Linked DNA regions of Mus musculus: all the other regions are linked to region 1. A link is a contact called in public HiChIP or PLAC-seq data. All regions are on one chromosome and are shown on one strand. Each heading gives the region's core, a stretch centred on a gene start, on an enhancer-like site or on the middle of the called end of the contact. The rest is flanking DNA. Distances are from core to core; before and after follow the strand shown.

Region 1 (3,342 bases), core at 350-2,849:
TAAATAAATAAATAAATCTTTAAAAAAAACTTTCAATAATAAAAATCAGGACTCTCCCCGCCCCCAACGCAAAAAAAAACAAACAAACAAAAAAAAAAAAAAAAACAAAAAACAAAAAAAAAAAACAGCTCATATTTGTGTAATGCCATTAATCTAAAATCCTAAGAAAGGTAGCAACAGAACCGTGGTCGGAGGGAAAGCAGAGGACTGGTAAGACCAAGCTGAGGGAAACCTCACCAGGAGTCGTGGATATGTTCATTATCTTGACTGCTGTAATGGTCTCAAGTATACGCATAAGTCAAGGTTTAATCAAACTGTCCGCCGAATCAGGTGCAACTTATCTCAATAAAAATGTTGGTTTTTTTGTTTTGTTTTGTTTTGTTTTTTGTTTTTGTTTTTCGAGACAGGGTTTCTCTATGTAGCCCTGGCTGTCCTGGAACTCGCTTTGTAGACCAGGCTGGCCTCGAACTCAGAAATCTGCCTGCCTCTGCCTCCCAAGTGCTGGGATTAAAGGCGTGCGCCACCACGTCGGGCTTAAAGCTGATTTTAAAACTAAACAAGTCCTTATAGTGTGATCCGGCCTGTAACCCCAGCGCTAAAGGGGTTGAGATAAAGGGGAAATGTACACTGGATGCTAACCTGGGCAACACAGTGAGAGACTTGCACCTCTTACCAGGTAACATGCCACAATGTACTTCATCCTGAAAACTCAATTTGGTCATGTTTAGGAAAGGGATTCCACCACCCACCTCGTACCACTGCGGTACGCGTTAAGCTGGCTTCTAGTAAGAGCAAAGTCAATGTCACTAATGGAGTCTCGTTACCCTGAAGTGGAAACTCACTCATTCGCCTCCAATCTAAGCTTCAAATCCTGTCCTGTGACGAGCACGTTATTCCCGAGCCTCAGTTTCCACATTCGTCAAACAGAGGGGACAATCCCACGGCCAGATACGGTTCCCTTTCCTCCCACCTTTCAAAGCAAAGATCACAGTGGGGAGGGAACACTCCCAGCCGCTGCAGAGAGCTTCAGTTTTCCCACTTCTGGCACTTGGGGGCGAGGGCGAAGACGCAAAAAGGGGGCACCTGAAAGGGTCCTGTGTGAAGGCCCCGCGGTGGCCCGGGCGCCTCCCCGAGCGCGCGGGGTTATTTCGGAATCCCCAGGAGGCGACGCTCATGAGGCAATGGGTCAGGAATGCGGCGGCCGGCCGGGGCCGCGGGTGTCCCCACGGGCATCCCGGGCCGCGGGAGCAGGAACTCGGGGCGGCAGGAAATGAATGGGGACCCGCGGGCGGGGCGGCGGGGAAGCCAAGCCGACGGGGAGTCCCCGGTGTGACCCCCGGCGGCCCGCGCAGTCCAGAGGCAGCGGGGACCCAGGCCGCGGCCCGGCCCCTGCGGGCGGCTCACCTCCGCGATGTCATGTTCCTCCCGTCTCCGGCTCCGCACGGACCCGCTGCTCGCTCAGGCTCCGCGGGGTACCGTCACATGGAGGGGGCCCGAGCGAGGCCCCGCTCCGGAGCCGACACGGGTGCGGGCAGAGCCGGCCGGCCGCGCGCGCACAACCCCCTGCCAGGCCTGGATCCCGGACACTGCGCGGCCGCCCCGCCGCCCGGCTCGCTCCGCCCTCGCCCGCGCCCCCGCCCCTGGCCGCCGGCGCCTGCGTGACGTCATCGCGCGCCGCCGCCACGGCCACTATCTGCTTCCGGTTTGCGGGGCCCTGAGCAGTGCTAGGGAGTTTGGTGTGGGATTCCTCCTCTGAATCGGTGCGGCTACACCCGTGAACGCCTGGACGATTCTTCTAAACGGGGACGTCGCACATAGGTGCGAGGACACAATACACAATATGCATCCAGGGCGGCTGCACACGGGAAAAGAAGCAAACAAATAAGGGAGGGGGAACACGAGTTCGATTCCCAACACCTACCTGTATGGGGCAGCCCACAACCTTCTGTAAATTTGGTTCTACCGGATCCGCCGTTCTCTTCTTGTGGCTCCTCGGGCACTGCACTCACGGGCACATATCCATACACATAATGTTTTATGATTTACTCCTTTTGCCCGGCAAGGTGGCGTACGCCTTTAATTCCAGCACTAGGTAGGCAATAGCAAGTGGATCACTGTGAAATCGAGGCCAGCCTGGTCTGTATAGTGAGTTCCAGGACATCTAAGTAGGGAGACCCTGTCAAAAAGAAATATATATTACTTTTTTTTTTTTTTTTTTTGGTTTTATGAGACGGTTTCTCTGTGTAGCCCTGGCTGTCCTGGAACTCACTCTGTAGACCAGGCTGGCCTCAAACTCAGAAATCTGCCTGCCTCTGCCTCCCGAGTGCTAGGATTAAAGGCATGCGCCACCACGCCCGGCTAGAAATATATATGTATATATATATATATTACTTTGTATTTTTTAATGTTTAGTGTATTAGTGGTTGCCTTGCATGTAAGTATGTGTGTAACTGCATGAGTGCCTAGAGCCCAAGATCTGAAAAGAACAACAGTTCCTGGAACTGGAGTTACAGGCAGTTGTAAGCTGTCATGTGGGTGCTGGAAACAAAACTTAAGACCTCTGAAAAAGCACTCAGTATTCTTAACTGCTGAGCCATCTCACCAGCCTCTCCCGTTGAATATTTTTTGTTTTGTTTGTTTATGAGAAAAGAGACAACCTATGTACCACGGCCATACTTTTACAACTTGAACTAAAATTAACACAAATGTTTTTTGCAGTTTCACCCATACCGGGATTAGCAATCCTAACAAGTGATCCTTTTTCTAAATTAAGAAATCTGACCTTTTCACTTCAAAGAAACACTTCATAACTTCTCCTTCCAAATGTCCAAATTGTTAGTACCAGTACGCTGCTACGGGGGTTGGGGAGGGGGACTTTGTTAGATGAATGTGGCTTTCTTGAACAGCTCCATCTTAATGAAGTGTAAAGTTATGAAACTGATGAACTAGAAGCTACATAGATGGATCAGCAGATAAGAGAGTTAGCTGCCCAAAAGTCAGGCAGTGGTAGTGCATGCCTTTAATCCCAGCACTTGGGAGGCAGAAGCAAGTGGATCTCTGAGTTCGAGGCCAGCCTGGTCTACAGAGTGAGTTCCAGGACAGTCAGGGCTATACAGAGAAACCCTGTCTCAGAGAGAGAGAGAGAGAGAGATTGAGAGAGAGAGAGAGAAATAGTTGCTCCTCAGAGGACTAGGTTTCAATTCCCAGCACCAACCTGGCTACTTATAACTAACTATCTTATCTCCAGCTCCAAAGGACCAGACACCCTCTTCTAGCCCAGTGAGCACCTGCATGCACCCACACACAGATTTTTTAAATTAAATTGGTGAACTATTTCTGAAA
Region 2 (3,342 bases), core at 271-2,770, 84 kb before region 1:
ATGCACACACACACATACATGTGCACACACATACTCATACATGTGCACACACATGCACACACACAAATGTATTTTCCAATTATTTATTTATTTTATGTGTATGAGTACATGGTAGCTGTCTTCAGAAACACCAGAAGAGGGCATCAGGTCCCATTGCAGATGGTTATGGACCACCATGTGTTTGCTGGGAATTGAACTCAGAACCTCTGGAAGAGCAGTCAGTGCTTTTAACCACTGAGCCATCTCTCCAGCCCCTAAATGTAATCTTTAAGGTAGTGATGAACCATGCTTAAAGCCTCAATATATGTAACCTTTCTATTCTCCTAGTTGTAACCCTGAAGTTTCCTGATGGGTAAAAAGCCAGATCTCAGTCCACCCTGCTACCCTGTGACCTATAGCTTTACCTTACCCCAGTGCAAATCCTACCCATGGACTCTGGAGCCTCTGTATTATCTCATTTATAGAAGAGAGTGAGGAAGATAAAGGGGCAGATGACGCCCCTTGGAAAGTCTTTGAGCACAGCAGTTTCAATGGCCTCCTAACCCCTGCATGCACCTATAGCTATGACTCTTCAGAAGCCCACACACTCACTTGAATATGTCTATCTCGTTGCTCTAAGTGCTTCTCTTCTGCAAACTCCAATCCTTACGTATATATCCAAGTCTCTTGTTGATACATAGTCTCCCTGGGATTCTTTCTGCAGTTGGGACCCCCTGGGATGGGGGTCTCTGGCGAGAATCCCTCAGCCACTTCAGGTGCCACACCTTCTAATTCAACTTAGAGGATAGCAGTTCAGTTCAGAGATCTAAAAGTCCAGTGAACTCCTGGGAGAAGGAAGCTTGAGAAACCCACTGGAGTGTCTATTTTATGACAGTCAGACACAGATGGGGGCACCTGGGTCGTTGTCCTTTTGTGTGTAAGTTCTGGGGCCCATTCTAAAGAAATCCCAAATTGCAAGGCCTCAGATTGCAGATCCAGGCAGGGTCCAGCAAGTTTGAGCCAGTTTAGGAACCTCTCCAGCAAGGGTCTGACAACTCTGAGGACAGAGACGCAGCCCTCAAGAAAGTATAGTGTTTCAGATGAAAGCTAAAAGAATGATAACTCTCAGGACTCATGCATTCTGAGGGACATCTGATCATCCTCTCAAGCGCTTGCTCTTTTTAAACTTCATCATGCTTTTAATCTCCAACGGTCTTATCCAGATAAGTGAGCTTCCTGGACTACTCCTGCCTTCTGCACAAAGAACCAAGCCATAATAATAAACACCTGAATCTGACCATGCCTGAAGGCCTCCTCCCCAAAGCCCAGAGCTACAATCACAAAATGAACACACACACACACACACACACACACACACACACACACACACACACGCACACACAGAGTCCCTTGTAACAGGTCCCCAGACCTTAGCATGGCTGATGCCATCAGGGAAGTACCATTCAGACCATGGGACCCAGCACATAGGCAGTATCATCTGTCAAAAGGAGAACAAAGACCTATTCCATCGGCATCGATGGTTCTGGGAAAGTCCCTACATGTGCTAACCTTGCTCTTTGGCTCTGTAGTTCTACTTCTGCCTAACTGTTCTTACTGAGGTGTGTTGTTAACCCAGGATGTGGTTTTGGTTTGTGCTTAAAAATAAAAGCTCACCCTGAGAAAGGTTCAGGACTGCACTGAAGTCCCTAACACCCAGTGTAGTCACTGGCCAGCTAATAAAGACTTGCTATTAAGCCTCATATGGTCTACAGAGGGAGTTTTAGGGCAGCCAAGGCTATAGAGAGAAACCCTGTCTCAAAAGAACAAAACAAACAAACAAACAACTTGCTATTGACTTGAACCCACGTCTGAGAATAGTCTTCTCTGGTGGATACCAAATGTCTGTCTCTCTCTCTCTCTCTCTCTCTCTCTCTCTCTCTCTCTCTCTCTCCCTCCCTCCCTCCTTCCCTCTCTCCCACCTTCCCTTCCATCCCTCCCTCCTTTTCTCCCTCCTTCTTCCTGCTTTCAGTTACAATGGCCTTCTCGTCTTCAAAACAATCCTGTAAGAATTACAGGAAGGTTTTATTACAAACTGAAGCATCCTGAAGAAAATCCTTCTTGCTATCTGTCTTAGTCAGGGTTTCTATTCCTGCACAAACATCATGACCAAGAAGCAAGTTGGGGAGGAAAGGGTTTATTCAGCTTACACTTCCATACTGCTGCTCATCACCAAGGAAGTCAGGACTGGAGCTCACACAGGTCAGGAAGCAGGAGCTGATGCAGAGGCCATGGAGGGATGTTCTTTACTGGCTTGCTTCCCCTGGCTTGCTCAGCCTACTGTCTTATAGAACCAAGACCACCAGCCCAGAGATGGTCCCACCCACAAGGGGCCTTTCCCCCTTGATCACTAATTGAGAAAATACCTTACAGTTAGATCTCATGGAGGCATTTCCTCAACTGAAGCTCCTTTCTCTGTGATAACTCCAGCTGTGTCGAGTTGACACAAAACTAGCCAGTACACTATCAAAGTATCTGAGGCCAGATCCGAGCTATAGGGGTGTTGATCACTGCACAGGCAGAGACAGGAGGGCCCTGGAGTTCACTGGCCAGCCAATCAGTGAGGGAGACCTTGTCTCAGAAAATAAGGTGGACAGACATTGAGGAAGACTCATGGATCCTCCTAGAAGCTCAAGGCATTGTCACAAGTCAAATTCATCCCAAGTGTGTCACCTGGCCCGGCCACTGTCACTGCTCTACTGCTCTGCCACACAGCATTCCTTGAGTCTCCATTGCTTCTCCTTATGATGTAATGGTCCCCTGGGACCTAAAGCTCATCGCCACCAACCAGTGCCACAAACAGGATCCTGAGTCATATTGCTAGCTCAGGAACAAATCCCCAAATCAAAACTCCCAATCTGATTCCTATGGGATGTTCTTCTGCTTCATACACCATGGTAAAACCAAATCACTGAGAGCCAGACACCACTGGCATAATATTTAGCTTGGAAAGCGGTGCCTACCTGTAACCCCAGCACTCAGGAGGCTAGGACCAGAGAGGACAGGCCAAGTTATGCAGAGAGATCCTGCCAATCAATCACCAATCAATCACCCAGGATTTTTTTATTAATTTTTTATTAGGTATTTTCCTCATTTACATTTCCAATGCTATCCCAAAAGTCCCCCATACCCTCCCCCCTCCCCTACCCACCCACTCCCACTTTTTGGCCCTGGCGTTCCCCTATACTGGGGCATATAAAGTTTGCGAGTCCAATGGGCCTCTCTTTCCAGTGATGGCCGGCTAGGCCATCTTTTGATATGTATGCAGCTAGAGTCAAGAGCTCCGGGGTACTGGTTAGTTCATAA
Region 3 (3,342 bases), core at 352-2,851, 80 kb after region 1:
TGTCAGGAGTCCCACAAGAAGACCAAGCTCATGCTGAGGGCATAGGCCAGTCCCATGCAGGCCAGTGTGGCATCCAGGAGGAGAAAGGCTGAGACACTGTGAGAGACGGCCAGGCAGAAGCAGCTGAGCTGAGGGGTTCAGCACCCACATAGGCCAGGGGCACCAGATCCCTTGGAGCTAGAGTTAAAGACAGTTGTGAGCCACCCTAGATGATGGGAACCAAGTGCTCTTACCCACTGAGGCATCTCTCCAGCTTGAGATTTATTCATGTTTTAGAATGGTTGTTGGTTGGTGTGTGTGACAGATTTACAAGGTGGCAGTGTGTCCTGGCCTGGGGAAGCCCCCAAGTCACTGCTAACTCACTTAAGGCTCCTCCCAGCTGTGCCATTTTTTGAGGTCAGCAGCCATTCACCTCCCTGAGCTGCCTGGCTGAGAATTGCTAACCAGCCATGCCAGGAACCCAGTGAGGGCATAGGCTTCCTTACAGACTATACAGGAGACCCTTCCCCTAGTCTCCTCTGAGTCTGCTCACTGTAGACCTTCCTCAGGGCCAGGAGCAGTTGAGGCAGAGATGCATACAACAGGTGGAGTGGCTAGATACTCAAGTGAGGGTGTCTGCCCTTCCCAACTCCTCTGTGAGGGATTAGTTAACAGACCAAGGGATAACCCTTTCTGCAAGGGTGTGCAGCTGAACTCTACAAGATGGTGGCTGCTTGGCTCAGTGCAGTCGCCCCCCACACTTAAGGATCTGCCAACTAAGTCCTCGTGCCCTAACCCTGCTCTTCCTTGCTGCTCACTGATGCTTTGTCGTCTCAGCTTGCAAAGCACTGCATGTACTGAGAGACAGTTTTACATTAGCTATTGATTCCTCTGAGGGCCAGATGGATAATGCTTTTGAACACCAGCTTAAGGGGATTGATTTTTGTCTCGGATGCTTTTACAGAGTTATATTTAGAGTTGTGTAGCATAAATAGAGCATGGGGGTTGGGTAGAACAATGCAGTAAGGAGGGGGTGTGTTAAATTTTAGGGGCAAAGGGGGACTTTAGAAATGCAAGGCAGGAGTGAGACACTGAGACTGGGGGACATGGCTTAAGGCAGATGTAGTAGAGAAAACGGGGTGTTACCACAGAGGTGTTTGAGGGAGGGCCTATGGGGAATGCCTTCTCAGTGCTGGGGTGTTGTGTGACCAAGGCTGTAGGCAGGCTCCTCTCAGGCAGGCATGAATGAGTTACTGTGCGGTCGTTTCAGAAAGGTGAGTATGCGCAGAGGCTAAACAGTGTAGTGTGCTCAGTTGGGGATGGCGGGGAGCTGGCTGCTAGTCAGGGACTGAGTTGGTGACTGAGGTCTGAGGAGGGGAATGGGCCAGCCCCAGACGGTCTCTGCACAGTGTGCCAGCTGATGTCTTGGATGCCAAAGGCAATGGTTTCTGGGAGCAGAGGTGTGGAGCTAGGAGGCAGGAGAGGAGGGGGCAGTGTCCTGGGCTCTGCTTACTAATGCAAAGTAAGTGCTCACAGACACAAGCTCGAGTAAGCGGATGCCATGGACAAAAACAGGGCTCCAGAGGGCGGCGGCCAAGGCCACCTGCAAGGGAGTCAAGGGCAAGGCGGAGCGGTGTCTCAGTCTTTAGGCTGCAGTGGGCTGTCCAGAGTTCTGCTCATGAGAGGTAGAGTTAAGAGGTAAACCTAGGAGGGGTCAGAAGCAGAGGGTGTGGGAGCAGAGTTGCATTTTGGGGGGGGGTGTTATTAGACCAAGGCAAGTCTTATAAAAAGCAACATTTAATTGGGGCTGGCTTACAGGTTCAGAGGTTCAGTCCATTATCATCAAGGTGGGAGCATGGCAGTATCCAGGCAGGCAAGGCGCAGGAGGAGCTGAGAGTTCTATGTCTTCATCCAAAGGCTACTAGTGGAAGACTGACTTCCAGGCAACTAGGGTGAGAATCTTATATCCACACCCACAGTGACATACCCATTCCAACCAGGTCACACCTATTACAACAAGGCCACACCTTCAGATGCCACTCCCTGTCCAAGGATATACAAACCATCACATTCTACTCCCTGGTCTCCATAGACTTGTTCAAAAACTTGAGTCTATGGGGGCCATACTTAAACATAGCATAATGCAAAATGCATTTAGTCCAACTTTCACAGTCCTCATAGTCTATAGCAGTCACAACAATGTTAAAAGTCCAAAGTTCAAGGTCTCTTCTGAGATTCATTCAACTTAATTAACTGTAATCCCCAAAGCAAGGCAGGAAACCAGCTGGGCAAACTCCAAACTCTGCATCTCCATGGCTGATGTCAAAGTGGTCTTCAGATCTCCACTCCTTTTTCATCTTTGTTGACTGCAACAAACTGTTTTCTCCTGGGCTGGCTCCACTCCCTGTTAGCAACTTTCCTCAGCATGTATCCCATGGCCCTGGGGCCATGATTTTTGGACTATACTTCTCAGTTGTGCCTTCTCTTGCCATTTGTATACCATCAGCCTTTCCTTCTGGACCCTGGCTTTGCTTTCTTTGGGCTTCTAAAGACTTGGTCCCTGGCACCCTCATTTCCTCAAGGGCCGTAGCAGCAGGCCAGGCTTGCTGACCTCCCTGCTGGGATGGATTTCTGAGGCCCTCCATGTCCAGGAGGCTAGGTTTGCAGGGCATTGGTTATACAGGCCTCCTGAGATAGAGCAACATTCTTAGATCATTGTTTTATAAATGCATTCTAACACACACATGAACATGCACATATGCTGTTGTGTGTATGGAGGCCGTGGGACAACTTGTGGCCATGGGTCCTTTCCTTCCACCGTGTGTCATCAGGTGTGGCAGCGAGGACCTTTACTTTCTGAGCTGCCTCACCAGCCCAGATCTGAGTCATTTGACAGTGAGTTGAAGCAGACTGTTCTGTGTTTAAGAAGAGAGACGAAGAGGACAGTAGAGAGGAGCCAGGACCCAGAGGCAATCTCAAGTGCCTGTGTGATACGCTGCTTCTTAGGAAGTTGCCAGCGGGGAACCTCGGGGTCTGGGCCTCGAGTTAGAGAGAAAACGAGGAAGAGAAACGATCTGGGCAACACCCTGAACCCTTAACTGTAAGGTAGGCTAGGGAAGGTTTTGAGAAAAGAAGGCAGCATCTCATGTGCAGCTCTGTAATCCCAGTGCTGGAAGTCAGAGCAGCAGGAGTTCAAGGCCAGCTTTGGCTGCATATGAACTTGAGGCCCTCCTGGATTACATGAGATCCCAACTCAAAAGCGGAAAAGAAAGGTGGAGGGAAGGAAGAAAGGCAGGGAAGGAAAGCAAGCAGGTGCTGTGCTTCGAGTCAGACTCCGGGTTGTTGGGAGACTTGGAGGCATCA

Evidence for each region. HiChIP or PLAC-seq counts read pairs in DNA pulled down with a chosen protein or histone mark.
Region 2: an H3K4me3 HiChIP or PLAC-seq map of the SCID.adh cell line shows a contact between it and region 1, with 19 read pairs. The contact joins the enhancer-like site here to the promoter of Ptpn11 in region 1. A contact is called at or near these places in 1 of 39 promoter capture datasets (hippocampal neurons), 1 of 15 datasets of contacts at CTCF or cohesin (CD8 T cells), 4 of 484 Hi-C or Micro-C datasets (CD4 T cells, CD8 T cells, the MNK3 cell line and 1 more), 6 of 115 datasets of contacts at active chromatin or transcription factors (CD8 T cells, the SCID.adh cell line, effector CD8 T cells and 2 more) and 3 of 9 other capture datasets (adipose tissue, liver and pancreatic islet).
Region 3: a contact with region 1 is called in an H3K27ac HiChIP or PLAC-seq map of embryonic stem cells, with 8 read pairs. The contact joins the enhancer-like site here to the promoter of Ptpn11 in region 1. A contact is called at or near these places in 2 of 15 datasets of contacts at CTCF or cohesin (CD8 T cells and the G1E-ER4 cell line), 12 of 484 Hi-C or Micro-C datasets (CD8 T cells, the G1E-ER4 cell line, bone marrow-derived macrophages and 5 more), 14 of 115 datasets of contacts at active chromatin or transcription factors (the 230-238 cell line, the HPC-7 cell line, the SCID.adh cell line and 8 more) and 4 of 9 other capture datasets (adipose tissue, liver, macrophages and 1 more).

The regions. Positions count from the first base shown.
Region 1 is chr5:121,189,798-121,193,139 of GRCm38.p6, forward strand. Ptpn11 (protein tyrosine phosphatase, non-receptor type 11) reads right to left here and starts at 1,600. Exons shown (of 16, transcript NM_001109992.1): 1 at 1,405-1,600. The coding sequence starts at 1,418.
Region 2 is chr5:121,105,596-121,108,937 of GRCm38.p6, forward strand. No RefSeq gene overlaps it. Among named protein-coding and RNA genes, the nearest start is that of Ptpn11, 84 kb to the right of the region's middle. Within about 2 kb of position 1,521, at least 68 of the 459 cell types and tissues checked have an H3K27ac peak or open chromatin away from gene starts, as enhancers often do. A contact at or near this core is called in CD8 T cells, the MNK3 cell line, the SCID.adh cell line and 3 more, where this site is marked.
Region 3 is chr5:121,269,705-121,273,046 of GRCm38.p6, forward strand. The region is part of intron 7 of Hectd4 (HECT domain E3 ubiquitin protein ligase 4); the gene reads left to right. Among named protein-coding and RNA genes, the nearest start is that of Gm52784, 12 kb to the right of the region's middle. Within about 2 kb of position 1,602, at least 15 of the 459 cell types and tissues checked have an H3K27ac peak or open chromatin away from gene starts, as enhancers often do. A contact at or near this core is called in embryonic stem cells and rod photoreceptor, where this site is marked.